Regions from separate parts of the Mus musculus genome. Here region 2 is linked to region 1. A link is a contact called in public HiCAR-type data. All regions are on one chromosome and are shown on one strand. The core of a region is the stretch at or near the end of the contact, and the rest is flanking DNA. Distances in the headings are between cores, read along the strand shown.

The links. HiCAR-type assays count read pairs that join an accessible place to other places.
Region 2: a HiCAR-type map of fibro-adipogenic progenitors shows a contact between it and region 1, with 4 times the contacts expected there. The contact joins two enhancer-like sites. A contact is called at or near these places in 4 of 39 promoter capture datasets (the 3T3-L1 cell line, 3T3-L1-derived adipocytes and hippocampal neurons), 1 of 15 datasets of contacts at CTCF or cohesin (the NIH/3T3 cell line), 1 of 484 Hi-C or Micro-C datasets (the N1E-115 cell line) and 1 of 115 datasets of contacts at active chromatin or transcription factors (fibro-adipogenic progenitors).

Annotation. Positions count from the first base shown.
Region 1 is chr13:89,912,225-89,917,799 of GRCm38.p6, forward strand. All of the region lies in intron 7 of Xrcc4 (X-ray repair complementing defective repair in Chinese hamster cells 4), which reads right to left. Among named protein-coding and RNA genes, the nearest start is that of Vcan, 170 kb to the left of the region's middle. Within about 2 kb of position 1,842, at least 17 of the 459 cell types and tissues checked have an H3K27ac peak or open chromatin away from gene starts, as enhancers often do. A contact at or near this core is called in fibro-adipogenic progenitors, where this site is marked.
Region 2 is chr13:90,512,577-90,517,598 of GRCm38.p6, forward strand. The region is part of intron 1 of Gm35111 (a long non-coding RNA gene); the gene reads right to left. Among named protein-coding and RNA genes, the nearest start is that of Gm35111, 34 kb to the right of the region's middle. Within about 2 kb of position 3,520, at least 184 of the 459 cell types and tissues checked have an H3K27ac peak or open chromatin away from gene starts, as enhancers often do. A contact at or near this core is called in fibro-adipogenic progenitors, where this site is marked.

The DNA of each region.
Region 1 (5,575 bases), core at 592-3,091:
ATTTACATAGTGTTTTAAGACACAGAAGACATGAAATGTATCAAGAACTTAAGCATGAATATCCAAACTACAATATTTCTAACCACATGGTAACATCTAACAGAAAATGGTAATTGAGAAAGCTACATTTGTACATTTTGTTTTATGTGTAGGTGGGGGAAAGAGGTGCATACATGTCACAGTGTACTTGTGGAGGACTGAGAACACATGTCAGAAATTGGTTCTCTCCTTGCAGGATGTTGGGCACTAGGGATAGGATTTCGGAGAGCCGTCGTGGTGACAAGCTCCTTAATCCCCTCAAGTACTTCACTGTCCAGAGAAAAGTTCATTTGGATCCAATAATTATGCTATGTTTTATATCAATTTTTAATTCAGTCAAAAATTAAGCAATTATCAGTGAAGTTATCTATTTCCTTTAATAGAGGAATATAAAATGTAGTGATATGGACTAAGCTAAGGATCAAACAGATAATAGGAAACAGAGGGGTTTTTGTTTGTTTGTTTGTTTTGTTTTTGTTTTTGTTTTGTTTTGTTTTTGTTTTCAAGACAGGGTTTCTCTGTGTAGCCCTGGCTGTCCTGGAACTCACTCCGTAGACCAGGCTGGCCTCAAACTCAGAAATCCGCCTGCCTCTGCCTCCCAAGTGCTGGGATTAAAGGCAACACTGCCCGGCTGGTTGTTTTTTTTTTGTTTTTGTTTTTTGTTTTTTGTTTTTTTTGTTTTTTTGTTTTTTTTGTTTTTTTGTTGTTGTTGTTCTAAATCCATACTCATATTTGTATGTTAATTAAATCATGATTTTGACTGAATAAAAACCTATTTACTTTTTGTAATCTGTGATTATGAGTTGCCATCGTTGTTATTAAAGAGCAAAGCACAGCATTATCAGCTTTATCAGAACCACGTGGATAAGGCGGTCAGATGACTACAACAGGCAGTTAGATGACTACAAATACCACAGCGATGCCAAGATCTGAACACTTCATCTAGATTTCTAAAGCAGGAAAACAACTGTCAACTCTCCTTTAGTACTTTAATCACTGTCTGCTTAGTTTATTGCAAATACCACAACTAAGAATGGCGAACTCTGATGACCACAGAGCATGATGGGAACCCAGCAGTGCTAAATAGTGACTCCATTTATTGCTATCACTATGTTGGTTATGACAAATATACAGCTTCTATGTTTTATTACATGAATGTCTTGGCCAGGTGTTGTGGTACATGTCTTTAATCCTAGAACTCAGAAAGCAGAGGCAGGCAGATCTCTGTGTTTGTTACTACTCTGGTCTACAGAGCAAATTCCAGGACAGCCAGAGCTACACAGAGAAACCTTGTCTTGAAAAACAAAACAAAACAAAACCAGAATAAGTAAGAAATAAAGTAAAATGTATATCTTAGACATCACATCAAAAATTATAAGCAAGGGGGAGACTATTGCTATTGTCTTTGGTTATAAAAAGAAGATGGCAAGCTATGAGACAGAAATCCAAAACTGTAAGCCAGAAAAGTCAGTAGGCAGCCGAACAGGGAGCTTCATTCAGAAATTCTCAGACACAAAGTTGATGAGAAAGGAAATTGAAATTCATGCAGACAGACCAGTTCCCAGTCCATCGTCCCAAGGGAGTCACTTTGATTTTGTCCGGAGATTCATCAAATTATCCCATCTCCCATACCTCACCCAGTTATGGATATTATTTTACTAGCCAGGAATTAAGTATTAAATGGTCTAGCTTTCCTGAATGAACACATGCCAACGGGCATAGATATCTTAGACTAACGTCAAGTGAACTTTGGGAACTGAATAACAAGCTCCTATGAAACGTCATGTTTTCAGTTTTGAAAGTCAGTTGCCACATTGCGGGAGGGTGGAGTGATAGAGGAGGGAGTCACAGACCATGCCTCCGCCCCTATGAATAAACCCAGAGGAAATACCGATGAGAACAGGAAAAAAAAACTACTTAGAACTGTAAGGACAGCTTTCTGATTGTAAGCCTGGCTTTCAACTGAATTTATTACTTTTAATTATCAAGGCTATTGTAATGAAACCAACAAGCCCCTTTGACTGATATTAATTTGTTGCACAATACTGCACCACAGCCATTTTAATTTTTTGGCTGGGTATTTTACAAAACTACGAACAAATCAGAATTGTTCTGGAAAGAGGCTTACTTTTGATTACTTTGTTTATACAAAACATCAAGTCAAAGCAAGCCATGAAAAATATGACAGACTTCAAAAACAGTATAATAACCCGTTTCTATTTTAACAAAAGCTATGACTTACTCATTTACCCTGCCAATTTTTTCCTGGCAAAGTTGTGCCAGAGCCTATCTGTGAATTTCTGAATGTTAATTCACAAGAAAATACATTTTGTTTTAGAGTGTAGTTATCAAATGTACCATTTACAAATATAATACCATATTTACACATATACGATTCTTTGTTTGATTTCAAGGGCTAATGGACAATAGGCATGGCAGGGACGTTGCTGGGCTGTTGCACTCACGCAGAGATAGCTGGGACTATATGTATAAGACTTGTACAAGGTCATGCCAGTCAAAATCCTTGCATACAGTCATGAAGTCCACTTCTAGCTACGGAGCTACTGCCAATTGATGGATGCCTGTGGTGAGAAAGTCAGTTTCTTCAGGCTGCAGCTTCTGAAGGCTGCTTCTGCTCCAAAGATGGTCCTATATCCATATACATAAAGGTACCCTTATCTAGACTTAGTGGATCTAGCAGAAAATAGCACATGAAGTCAGGAAGAAAAAGTATTGAAGGGACTAGAAGAAGGGCTAGCTGAAAGGCTCTAGGGTAGAACTGATCAAAACGTATATGAAAACATTTTAACCTTAAGAAATTAAATCTGAATCTCCTACATGTAATGTCAAGTTAGGTAAATTAAATTGTAGACTGAAAGGCTTCCATCTCAGCATGCTACATTATTACGATCCTCAGTGGAGAATGGGATCATATTTAGTTCTCTGAATTAGGACATATTATGATCAAGTTCATTCCACATCTTTTACCAGGCATTATTGATCTCCCCTTTTAGCATAACAATTGAATATAAAATGAATAAATGATCCACAAAGTCCCTTTTCTTAAAGCTTGTTCATGAATAGACTCCTCAATGCTTAACTGTATCATTCTATTTTACAAACCCCATGTGTTTGCTTGAATTGCTTGCATTACTTATTTTCCTGTTTTGAAACATATCACCTAACTATTTCTTTTCTTTCTCTAAATTCAATTGGATACCAATTTTCATATCTCAATACTAATATGAAAAGAACCATGGGAAAGACCTGACTTGCACTAGGAGGTGGGGAGGAAGAGATGATTTAAGATCCTAAAATACAGGACAGACAGAGTCCTTCATGAATTCATTTCTGTCTGTGAGGGAGGGTGGGTCCTTGGAACATGTATCTCATGTCTTCCTTTCTGATGCCAAAGTGTAGGCAAAAATGAGTCAATTTTGTTCACATTCAAGTTACAAACCTGAGTAGATTTACGTGTTTAATGAATCAGTGAAATAAAGACGCTTAAGAAACAGAAATCAAATAAATCAGAATGTGGAGTCATACAGCAGTCTTCATAGACAACAGTCACACATTAAAACGTCTTTACACAATTTTTTGCCCTAATTTTTGATGGTTTTTCTAAATAGACAAATTCTGGACACTGATATTGTAAATCATCAAAATAATTCAGCAATTATGAAGGATGCTACAAATAGGTAATCCAGAAATGGAAGAAGTGAGAATTATGACAATCCATTATACAAACTGGGAAGATAGAAGAAAAAGCAGAGAAAACTCAGATCCTAGGTCTACCTTCAGTATAGTAAAAGAATGCTTGCTTATCAGATCTCGGTTATTAGCGAGGGAAATCAACTACTCTTCAATATTCTCTATAGTTTACAATATGCAGTTGGAACTTTTTTCTAACTTCAGCAGGTTATGGCTTAGATGTGGCAAATGATAAACTAGGAAGTTAAGTCAGTTACTGTTCTGCTAGGAGAGGCAGAGTCTATGCTGGAAAGAGATATTCAATGTATAGTGTTTTTCTTTTTTTAAAATGTATCAACTACAAGGAAAATATCAAAATATCAAATGCTATAGAACACTTGTGACAGATGTAATTCTCTCTGAGGCCAGTAGATAGAAAGGATGTTGAAGGAGTTTTCTGAACAATGTGGTTCTTATTCTCTAGTCAGAGGAAAGTACATGGGCCAGTGTGACACAGATGTGGAAAACTAAGAGGAAGTACCTCGCAGAACTAATCATCAGCCATTGGAGGACCTTCACGTAGTCCAGTGCTATAGATGATGAACATTTAAAAAGTGGTTTGGAAAGAGACTAGAAAGAGATGCAAACTCAAATGCCCAAAGGTATACAAATGGATGAAATTTCTGAATAAAATTTAGAGAATATTAAAGATTGAGGAGCAGCGATATGGCTTATTGGATAAGGGTATTTGTGCCCAGGTCTAGTAGCCTGGGTTAGATCCTCACGACCTATATGGTGAGAAGAGAAAACTGCATCTCTCAAGTTGGCCTCTGAAATGCTCATGCATATTGTGGCATGTGCCCATGCACACTCATACAGACATTCACAAAGATACACATAATGACTTAAAATAAAAAATAAAAATAAAAAAACTTAAAAAAGATTTTAAGTAAAAAAGAGTGAGTATCCTCTTTAAGGAAAACAGATGAAATAGTTGCCACTGTATATGGGGCAATCTTCTAAGTTTAAGAGCTCAGAAATCTCCCCTTTTAAAGTTAAAATGTCAATGCCAACTTTTAAAGAAAATGAGACTAAATACAGATGTGCACTGCGTTCTGATAATGGCCTGCTACTTTGCAACTTCTAAAGTAGAGTTAGGCAAAGCCAAGCTTATGAAAGGTTCTGTGTATTATGCTAAGGGGTTTGAACTTTATCTTGAAAAACATAGGACTCATTAAGAGGTTTGAAACTAACATTCTCGAGTACTAGTTGTGTCTGCATATAGGAAGTCTGAGAGGGAGCTCTATAAGGACTTATACAAGACAGTGATGAGCACAGAAAGACACAGGTTTAGAAAAAGTTAAATAAGGCACAAGGTTGATATGTGACACAATTTAAACTGGAAGCTGGGTCTCCTACCTTGCTTGGTATTTTATATTTTCCTCAGTATTTTGATTTCTTCTGCCATATGTATGTATGTATGTATGTATGTATGTATGTATGTATGTATATATATATGTATGTATGTGTGTATTTTGAGCCAGGTTTTCCCTACATAGTCCAGGCTGGCTTAAAATTTGTGATTATACAGGTACATCTCTGAGCAAAGCTAGAGATGTCTTTTTAAGGAGAACATTGTGCAATGTATGTGGTGCCTGGATGATTCTGTACAAACATGAAAAGTTACATAGTTCAGGTAATAATGTACTAAAATAAGCTCTAAGGAGAATAAACAAAACTCATCATGACAGAATGCTGAATAAGGCCCTGTGCTTTGGTAAGCAAAAGTTCTACCTAATTTAAAACTAGTCAAAAGAGAGACATTCTACAATGATGTTGCATTTCA
Region 2 (5,022 bases), core at 2,270-4,769, 600 kb after region 1:
TCTCTACTCTGTTCTCACAGGCTTTATTGTTTTCTGTGACCTGGAACATATTGTTAAAGAGAGTATAATCTACGTATTGAGTCACTGCAAAGCTCCAAATCATTAAAAGCATTTAACTCTTCACAAGGCAGCGACTTAGTAAGCAACCCCACAGCCAAACACATATTACGATGGAGTAATTTACATTTTGAAATGTGTGAGATGTGTCTTGATGTTTGAAGACTATACAATGCAAGATCTTAATAATTGCTGGTAAAAAATCATTTATAATCACAATAATCACTTGTAGCAATATTAATAATAATAATAATAAAATTGCCTTTGAGGATCTTCCAGCTCCAGCAAAACTGAAAGTCATCGTCCTTGGCTGGGGAACAATAGAATCCAGGGGCAAGAACTCACAGTGGGTCTTTGAATTATTCATGAGATCATACATGCCATTCACATCTGTATGTTTAAAAAAAGCCAAGAGAGTGTAATAGCACATTAGTAATGTAAATTAGAAAAAGACATATTTTATTTTGGTTTAGTGAAGATTTTCCTAAGTAAACCCAAATAGCATCCTTACTAGACATGTGCCAAAGATCTTTTATTCTTCACTGTTGCTAGGATGCGTTTTTTTCTGGACCAAGTCATCATTTAGGGGATCACTGATTGGATCACTCTCAGACATAATATGATACATACACAAACAAGGGTACACATTGTTTATGAATATACTCAAAACCACAGGAATGAGAAATCAAGAAAAAATAAGGCAAATATTAAAATCTACCACTGGGGAGTTTTATCCTATCATTGCAGTTTTATTATTGTCTGAATTTACATAAAAGCAAAAACTCGTGGAAGAAAATTGCCTCACAACCCCAGATTCTATTTTATTCAACAAACACAAGCTGAGGGGTAAGGAAAGATGACAAGGAGATACTCAGAAAACCATGGTTAACACATCCTCATATCAGACAGTACCAAGGCCAACCAAGACTTTCAAAATGTTTTGTAATACAGTAATATACACTCATATACACAAAATAAAAATAATTTTAAAAATACTTTACAGGATAATTTTGGTTGTACATGATATTTCTAATATATACTAACTTTAGGTCTTGTCTTACTCCACTGAATTCTTGAAGGATAAAGGAAAGTTAAAAATTTAGACATTTAATGTTTTGGGCTTATAAACATAAGAACAAAAGAACAAAAACATCTCTGTCTGATACAGCATCCCTTTTCCTGATCTTTTAGTCCATCTTTCGTCACTTCTACCATCACTAGGAGGCTCACTATTTAAAGGGCCCAGTCCTGGTCACTAAACAAAAGCAACAGATCAACCCAAAGAACTAGAGTGTCTTCTTTGGTGAGAGGAAATGCTATTTGAGAAAAGTAGCAAACAAAGGAAATCTCTGACAAATGAGTCATGAGAGGGAAAGGAGTCTCCCAGCACGGGGTGTTCTTGTGGCTCCGTTATTATTAATTGTGAGGACACGCTTACTCATGTCTTGTTCACTCTTGCCTCTACCATCACTGAGCTCATGTTACATTTATCCTAATGAACCAAGCCCACCAGAGATACACTGTGCACCACTTTAACGTGAACAGATTAGTCAGAGGAATTTTTATTTTGTTGGTCAGACTGGTCATCTCTGGGGACTTCTTGCTTTAGCTATCATTGTTTAGACTTTGAAATAAATGTGCAATGTATTTTCTAAGCCTATGACTAAGATTTAGAAAAAGTAGTATAAATTTCATATTGCTCAAATTATGAAATCTATCTACACTTCATTTTTATAAGGCACATGAAGACTGTGCTTGGTTTAAACAATTTCTTCTGACCACAGTAAGCTCTTGTGATGACCTTAACACGCACATCATAACTCACAGTTTGCAAGTGGGAACCAATGCTTCAGGTTGAGATGCTTGCAGAGAGGGATTTTTGCATTCTCTAAAGCATAAAAGTAAGCACAAAGCAAAGAGTAGCTGAGATGATTGGATGTTTGTGACACTGAGCCTTGAGGTGCTCAGATTTGGTGAAAATATTCTTCTAGTTGTGTCTGGGAGGTCAGTTCTGGATGAAATTAACATTTGGATCTGTAGACCCCCAAAAGCAATAAAGCAGTCTTCAGAGAAGATTCATCTGGCCTACTGAAAGCCTGGATGAATAGGTGAGCAAAAAGAACTCCAGAGCTCCATCTGTAAGCTGCAGCATCAGTTGCGTCTCTTAGACTCTGACTCAGACATGATATTATATCCTGAGCTCTCATGGGTTTTAGGGCTTTACACTCAGATGTGAAACCACGTCACTGTCTCCAGTCTGCAGACTCTAGGTTTGTTTGTTTTTTGTTTTGATTTTGTTTTTGTCCATTTATAAGAAAATGTCTTCCTTGGAAGCCCACGCTATTTTCAAAGTTTTGGTAATCCTCTTGCCTTGGCTTCCCAAATGCACAGATTACTGAAATGTGGCATTACATTTGTCTTTAACTACAGATCTGAAACCTCTCAGACTGCAGAATTGCACGCAACAAGCCTCTTTGACAAATCGACTGCTATGTATATCTTGTTGTCTCCATGTCTGTGGAGAAGCTGGACTAGCACAGAACATATGGAAAATAGGATAATCTTCTACATAGATATTTTCAAAGAATAGCAAGAAGCCAGTTGTGGCTATCAACCAATGTTTTAACAATACATATGCTCAGTGTTCAGATTGGAAATTTTATGTGACTTTCTACTACATCCTAAACTCCTTGGGAGGGCTGAGGAGTCTGAGGTGGTATGGGGCAAGTCCAGGAGGAAGAATATTAACCTTGTTCCTAAGACAGTCCACTTTATACAGCTTATATTCTCAAGTCCTTTAGTGCTTGATGACCACACTGAAGAAAATGAAATAAAAGCAGGATATCAGATGCAAACTAGCATTATGTATCTGACTTGCACCGCAGTGACAATGTCTACTGTATTTTCTATTCCTGTACAGAAGATGTTACTGGTCAAGAAATACCCCTTTTCTAATATTAATTTAGTCTGATAGTATTAATTTCTGATAACATATTAATTAATTCATTCAAGTTAATAACGACATGTTATTCACTATTTTCATTGCCTTTTGTTGGTTTACTTTTCCTTAAGCTTTACTTAAAGTGGCGCTGTCCTTACATGTTCCAAGCACAGAGTAAAATAGATGTATCACACAAACTACAATCTCTGTTGCTTGCTCCGTAGAGTGCCACAATTTTTTTCAACTGTAGGCTTCTATTTCTATAATGCTTATATCAGACACAAGGGAGCAAATTCTTGTTCTTGGGTGGGGGGCAGGGGTTGAATAAAGGTCTAGGTTAGCCTGCCCTCTAGTGTGGCTTACTGATTTCTGGGGAGAGAAAAAAAATGCAGCATGTCCTAGAAGCTGATTGTGCAATTCTGTTGGGTTGGCAACCTGCCATCAGCACCAGAACACTGCACAACTTCCTCCTCTTTGGGAGCTACAGGCTTCAAGCATTAGGTCACATTTGTAACCCAGTTTTGAGCAGAAACACACTCTAGACACACCCTATGCCTGCCTAAGCCAGTGTCACATGGTTATCCTTGACTGTGGCTTTTGTCATTTCCTCCCATTTAATGATAACACACAATGAAACTAAATAAAGGGACAGACTTCTTACTACAGGAACTCGGGGATTTACAGAGTGCTTCTGAGGGGAATTTGGTCTCAGAAATGGTACTGGTTTAGGCTGATCTCTCTGAAGCAGTCTGCCTATGTGTCTCCTTGGCTGGCCCTTCTGAATGTGAGGCTACAGCCAAATGGCTCTGAGGCTGCACTCCAGGATCCATGTTACCACACCAGAAGCATCTTTGAGATTTGGTTTTACTTCTTCGTTCAAATTCTGCTCAAAATTAAACTGCCTTGGAGGATAGTGTTTAAAATTTTTTGATTTATATTTAGCTACACAAAATGAGCTCCCTTTAAAAAATGAAAAACTAATTGCTATATTTGCTTAAACCTAGAAGTGCCCTGGTTATAGATCAACTCTGAAGTTATTTTAAACATGTTACTGCAATGCTAAATTTCAAACGCTTTTTCAGGATTTTGTGCATATGTTCAGTTGGGATGCTCAGAATTCCTGGCTGATGGGAATTTAACCAGTGCCTGCCTGTTCTTCCTAACCCACATACATAACATACATAACATACATGTTCTGGACTCATTTGTCTAAGAAGTGAGAGTCTTCCATTTTTAAGCACTCATAATTTAAAGAAAGTCTAGATGTTAGCCTTTACAATAATAACAAATAGAGCAATAATCTTTAAAACCACCCATAGATGTAAAATATTTTGTATGTATGTATGTGTGTGCATATATATATATTCTACAAAATATGCCTTCTTTCTGTTCTCAAATCATTAGTCTACTAAGGCTGCATGCAAGGACTAAAGTGACATAACAGCCTCTGGAGAGCACCACCATTCATCTTGGGCATCGGCATTTCCTTAAGATGAGTTCTGTCATAGTAGGCATATGGATATAATTGTGTTGTCCATTTCTTCTTGTCTGGCAGTAATACAACCAAAGCAAATATAAAGACTTGAGGGTTTAAGAATCACAATCAGATGAGTGGAAAGGAATTGAAGAGAGACAACACAAAGCAACAGACTCCTAGGCGACAAGATATACCTGTATGGCAGTTGTCCTCCATTCTGGAGCCTTCATTGTGTCATTTGTGATAAGCATGGCATGGACCAAGTGTAATCAGAGGTATCTGATTTTCATCCCCAAACTGCCTGTTCTAATTGTATCTGTCCCATTCTCACCACATCTGTGTGTTTCCATATATTTTAGATACAAAATATAACAGATTAAAGTTTGCCAGTGCAGGCACAATGTTACCCAAACACCATGTTCTCACTGGCTCTGGTTCCCATTCTAATCCACACCCTTGGCATGTTTGCCATTTGCTGTATTGATTTTTCAGCTTGTGTTCTTTGCTCAAGTCTCTGAAAGACATCATAAATGTAATCACTGTCATG